Regions from separate parts of the Pan troglodytes genome. Here region 1 is linked to region 2. A link is a contact called in public HiChIP or PLAC-seq data. All regions are on one chromosome and are shown on one strand. Each heading gives the region's core, a stretch centred on a gene start, on an enhancer-like site or on the middle of the called end of the contact. The rest is flanking DNA. Distances are from core to core; before and after follow the strand shown. Region 1 holds the start of ZSCAN31 (zinc finger and SCAN domain containing 31). Region 2 holds the start of PGBD1 (piggyBac transposable element derived 1).

The links. HiChIP or PLAC-seq counts read pairs in DNA pulled down with a chosen protein or histone mark.
Region 1: an H3K4me3 HiChIP or PLAC-seq map of stem cell-derived excitatory neurons shows a contact between it and region 2, with 3 times the contacts expected there. The contact joins the promoter of ZSCAN31 here to the promoter of PGBD1 in region 2. A contact is called at or near these places in 1 of 7 Hi-C or Micro-C datasets (stem cell-derived neural progenitor cells) and 1 of 1 datasets of contacts at active chromatin or transcription factors (stem cell-derived excitatory neurons).

What each region holds. Positions count from the first base shown.
Region 1 is chr5:34,300,723-34,303,887 of NHGRI_mPanTro3-v2.0_pri, reverse strand. ZSCAN31 (zinc finger and SCAN domain containing 31) reads left to right here and starts at 1,556. Exons shown (of 4, transcript XM_016955100.4): 1 at 1,556-1,640; 2 at 1,819-1,909. The coding sequence starts at 1,877. All of the region lies in intron 1 of ZKSCAN3 (zinc finger with KRAB and SCAN domains 3), which reads right to left.
Region 2 is chr5:34,225,676-34,228,553 of NHGRI_mPanTro3-v2.0_pri, reverse strand. It overlaps PGBD1 (piggyBac transposable element derived 1), which reads right to left and starts at 1,486. Exons shown (of 7, transcript NM_001243897.1): 1 at 1,105-1,486.

The sequences.
Region 1 (3,165 bases), core at 307-2,806, 75 kb before region 2:
TCACAGTGTTGCTGCAGGGATATATGCATAGCCCCAACATATGTCATGATCTTATTAATGATGTTATATTAACCTCTGATTCTCTTGCAGATTTAGAAGCAGCAACGCAGCCTCTTGCCTGGAATTGGGATGATGCGGCTGAAACCACCTTCCTGGCAGCCAAACAGGCTATTCAGCAGGCACAAGCCCTATGGGTAGCTGATCAGGGGCACCCATTTAAACTTGATGTGCATGTGACCAGATAGTTTTGACTGGGGCTTATGGCATCACACAGAGCTCTTTAGAATGCCAGTAGACTTTTGGTCCCAACTTTGGAAGGGAGCTGAGCTCCAGTATTCCTCGACAGAGAAGCAGTTACTAACTGCATATGCTGCCCTTTAGACTCGCGACAGCCTGGCAGGATGGGCTACAGTCGTCGCGCGCATGACTTACCCAATAGCAGGGTGGGTATGCTCATGGGTAACAACCCACACACTGGGATGGCACAGACATCCACTTTTGTAAAGTGGGGTGCTTAAGCCTACTTGGAACAGCAAAGTATGCTAACTCAAGTCCCTTAGAAGCACAATTACAGGAAGTCTTAGGACCTACAGTCCTAATGCAAGAGAAGGTTATGGGACCTGAGGCACCCCTAGATCCTGAGCCTTCACCTTTTAAGGAAGGGCATTCCCGCATTCCCAATGGGGCATGGTACACAGATAGGTCTAGCCAGGGTGCTACTGCTACCTGGACTGCTGTTGCAGCCCAGCCTAGTACCAACACCCTATGGTTTGATACCAGGTATGGACAAAGTAGCTAATAAACTGAACTCAGGGCAATGTAAATGGTGATCACCAAGAAGGTGACACCTATGGTAATCTGCACTGATAGCTGGGCAGTTTATCAAGGCTTAACCTTGTGGCTAACTACCTAGAAGTTATAGAAGTGGCTAGTCACTGACCCATGTAGGGCCAGGCCATGTGGCCAGATCTATGGGAGAAAGGATGACTTCCTCCAACCAGGTATGGGGACAAACAGTAACCTGTTGTTGCCCGCCCCAACACCCTAAAGGTAGGGAAGCAAAAACCCTGGATTAATATATAAAGCAACACTGGGGTAACATCACCATGTAGTGATTGCTCACTATAACCTGAAATTATTGCTCCCTGTATTACTGTGGCCCAAGTGCCCAGAGCTTATGTGCCAGGCTTATGTGTCAAGCCTCTATGTATACATTGGGCCTGTGTGCCCAGAGCCTATATGTCAGACTTATGTGTCAAGCCTGTGTGTATCAGCCCTGGGTGCCCAAAGTTTATATGTCAGGCCTGTGTGCCAAACCTATATATTGGGCCTGTGTACCCAAAAACCTATGTCTCCCTCGGCCAAGGGGGTGGAGTGTAAGGTAAATGGATGTGCTTTGGTCAAGAATAGGCCGAGGCAGATATGCAGGCCAGCGTGACTCAGCGAGTTTGGAACGCAGGCGCACCACTCCACTTGTTATATAACCTGTTTGTGTAAGCTCATACTTGGCTTACAGCCACTATTGTCTGTAAATGGTATAACTGCCCTGCTGACGCTGTACATAGGACTTGTGCCCAGAGAGAGAGAGAAAAACTGCTGATCCTGTAAGAGAGAACTGGCCATCTTGCAGACAGACAGAGGTGAGCCAGGAATTAACAAGTGTGCCAAGGAGTACAGCTGTAAGTGTGGGAGCAGCAGGAGCCACAGAGCCGTTTGCTGAGAAGGGCTGCGGTCGGAGGAGGCAGCCGAGACAGAGGCAGACAGTGTGAGAGCTGCAGCAGCTGCTGCTGAATAAAATCATATTTTACCTGCCTACAGCCCCGAGTGTTCTTTCAACTACCTGCCACCCATCCAACAACTCCCCTCGGACCTCAGTATGGACTGGAACCTGACACTTGGCATGACAGTGGTAAGTACCATATACATGTTGGCTAATAGTATAATTCACTGGTCTTTCTTTTTTTAAATAAGAGTAGGCCTGGTGGTTCTGTTCTTGACCTTTTCTTTTCTCTATCCACAGTCTTCCCCAGAACTATCTTTAATCACTCGCAAGGTTTTAACTTCTATTTCTAGGCTGTAGACTCCTGATCCCTATCCTGAGCTGCCTTCCAGACAGTCCTATATGGAAATCTTGCAAACAAATCCAATTCAATATGCCCCAAATCAAAGTGATTTTCTTGCTTCCTAATCTACTCCTTCCTCAGTATGGTATTATCTAGAAACAACAGCACCAGCCATCAGGTTTCGTCAGAGTCATCACTTTGTAATGGATGATTTCTGTATTTTAGGAGGGAAAAGTAAGATATTCTGAAAGACAGCCTATCCCAGAAGCCATGAGACCTGGGCCTGATCTAAGAGGGAAGGGAAACCTGAGATTCCTGTGAACCAGCTGGGACTAGATTTTAAACTAGAAGTGAGTGACTGCAAAATTATTTGACTGGACTCGGATGTCAGTAAGTCCCTCTTTACTCAGTGGAATGGAGAGGCTAGAAAATGTAAGGCTGGGCTGGGCGCAGTGGCTCACGCCTGTAATCCCAACACTTTGGGAGGCTGAGGTGGGCACATCATGAGGTCAAGAGATCGAGACCATCCTGGCCAACATGGTGAAACCCCGTCTCTACTAAAAATACAAAAATTAGCTGGGCGTGATGGCATGCGCCTATAGTCTCAGCTACTTGGGAGGCTGAGGCAGGAGAATCGCTTGAACCCGGAAGGCGGAGGTTGCAATGAGCCAAGATCGCACCACTGCACCTGCACTCCAGCCTGGCAACAGAGCAAGACTCTGCCTCAAAAAAAAAAAAAAAAAAAAAGAAAAGAAAAGAAAAGAAATGTAAGGCTGGTAGAGGTTACAAAGGGAAAAACAATTCCAAGTCCGTATCTTCCTGAACCTCTATTCCTCAGTCCAACTCTCTACAGTTCAAAGGATGGTAGGGAATAGAAGGAAATTAGGAAACTGAGAGAAGCCATTGATTGTCACAAATGAAAAGTACCAGAAAATACTTCCTCCTAATAAGCTGCCACAAGAGATCTGGGGTACTGCTACATGAGCTAATAATACCAAAATAAGTGAGCCTAAATCTAATCTAGTCTTTAGATCCAAATACCAGTGTACAGGTGAAATATAGGAGCAAATTACATTAAAGGCTTTCAAACTTTGTTACATAT
Region 2 (2,878 bases), core at 237-2,736:
TAGTCAACCCGCATAATCCTGAGGAACAATAAGCTGAGCTTGTTTTCAGCCACTAAGTTTAGAGTTTTATTTTTGATGCAACAATACATAACTGAAAAACAGTAGACATGCATCAAGTTCTTTTATTCCCTCTTTTCATTTTTTCCTTTGTGATCTCCTTAGTCACACTTTCAATAAATCTCTGTTCCAAGAAGACTCAAATCTTTGGCACCAGCTTGCTTTTTGCACTCCAAACCCACATCTTGAAATGCCAGCAGCTGTGGGCCTCTACTGCACTATAATTTCAACAGATCTCAAACTGAAATCAGAGTCCCTCAAAGCTGCATTCACTCGGTATTTCTCCATTTCTACTGGCATCACCATCATCTTCCACGCATTCAGTCTTTTAAACAGCCTCTATACACAATCAGTGAGTCAATTCTTAAAAACGCCTCTTGCAGCCATTCTTTCCTTCTTATAATTTTACTATTATTTTCATTCACTGTTACAATAATGTTCTGTTACGGTATTCCTGCCCAACTCCCCGCTTCTATGGTCACTGGATTAATATTCCCTAAAGCACAATTGTGACCATATTCAACATACCTCACACACACATAAACACACACAAAGTTTTCATTAAACTCGTTGAAGTAAATTCAAACTCCCCAGGATCTAATCTTTACTGGGTTTTGCTGATTTGTTTGTCACTCAATCAACATTTGTGGAGCATCTCATTATTTTCCAGGCATAAAGTTAACTCTGGAATAAAAGACTTGGTTCCTGCTTTCAAGAAAGCCATGGTCTTCCCAAATTTCTTATGTCACTGCCATGCTAAGTACTCAATTTTTTTCCACCCACTCTATACAGTCAGGACCGCCCTTCTAAGGGTAAATTCCCAAGGCCCAGCGTAAATGTTCTATTGTAAAACCTTCCCTGGCAACCCCTAACCCTAACATATAGACAGGAAAAGTAAGCCACACAGGTTGAGATGGGGTATTCCCATAGAAAACTGCACCCAACCCTCATCTCCATCTCGTATTACAGATCACCAACCCCATCCCCACCCGGGTTCTTGAGGACAGGAGTTTATCTCTGCATAGACTCTACATGCCCGGCACGTACCTGGTATTCAACAAATACTGATGGGCTTCTTCACGAATGCACGTAAAGCACCTGAGATGCCAGCAGCCAGCACCCTCAGGCGCGCCCCTGAATGTATTTTTCTGAGACTACACCCAGCATCTAGCACCGCGCCAGGCACTGAATACCGGCGTGTCTAATTGTTGGTTAATGGACCAGAAGTTCAGGAACGCGCACAACAAAGACGTAGCTGACCTCGTGAAAGGCTCCCGAGGGAGCTTAGAGGCCCGGTGCTCCCCTGTCGGGAGCGCCGGTTTCCCCAGAGCCCGGGCCGCTGGGCTGGCGGGTCTGGCGGGCTCTGCCGGCGCCTCCAGCAGCTGGGCGGGTACAAAAGCTTCTCCCTGCGCCGCGCCCGCAGCGGAGTGGCGGATTCTGGCGGGTTCCCTGCCTCTCTAGGAGCACGGCCGCTCGTCTCTCTGGTGAGCCGGGAGGACCCCCGCTGCCACCTCCCGCCCCGCCCAGGTCACTCTCCGCCGCCGGACCCCAGGCCCATTCGGACGGTGCAAGCACGCCCCAAATTTATGTACATCATTTCGATTGAAAACCAACACAGTGGTAAATGTCTGTCTTCGGGGTCATCACTGGCTGGTAGGAGAGACAGATCAATAAAAAGACCATTATAGTAAGCTGTACAAATTATTTTCTTTAAGTATACATAATATATGCACAATAAAAAAGTCAAGTTGCAAAAGGACCATAAAACGAAAAGTGTCCCCTCTTTAGAGTTAACCATTGTATTTTGTTCATATTTATCTAGGACACTACCTGCCACACAGTAGCACTTAATGAACATTTTGTTTAGTGAATAAGTATTTATACATTTTAAAACACTTATGGTATCATAATGTAATTTTGCACCTTAGCTCTTTTCGGTTAAGACAACTTGGAGATCTTCACAGAGCAGCTTATTCTTTAACAGCCAAGTAATACTGTATGGGTGTTCCATAATTTACTTAACTATCCTATTGATGCATACTTAGGTTATATTTTTTCTTTAAAAGCAATGCTAGAGGGAACACCATTCAATACCTTTACATTCTTTTAAGAATATATTTCTAGGATAAATGCCACATATTAGAACTGATCAGCCAAAGGACACGTGCATTTAAAATGCTGATATGCAAGTTCCCTATTTGATTTTTAAGGGCACTTCTGTTTAAGAGTAAAAGGAGACTTTAGTAGAAAAATTAGTAAAGGATATGAACATTACTACACACAAGATAAGTGACAAATTAACATGTGAAAAGATGTTCAATAGTAAAAATATAAAAAACTCTTTAAAAAACAGACCCATTATTTATTCATTTACCTACTGAGTTTTGGCAATTATGAATAAAGACGCTATAAACATCTGTGTGCAAACTTCTGTGTAGACACTGGTTTTCAGCTCCTTTGGGTAAACACTAAGGAGGGCGATTGTTGGATCACATGGTAAGAGTATGTTTAATTTTGTGCGAAACTACCAAACTGTCATCCAAAGTGGCTGTATCATTTTGCATTCCCACCAGCAATGAATGAGAGCTCCTGTTGTTCCACATCCATACCAGAATTTGATGTGTCAGTGTTCTGGATTTTGGTCATTCTAATAGATGTGTAGTGGCATCTCACAGTTGTTTTAATTTGCAATTTCCCTGATGGGATATGGTGTGGAGCATCTTTTCATATGCTTATTTTCCATCTGTGTATCTTCTTTAACGAGGTGTCTGTCAAGGTCTTTGGCTCATGTTTGAATCGGGTTGTTTCCTTATTTCTGAGT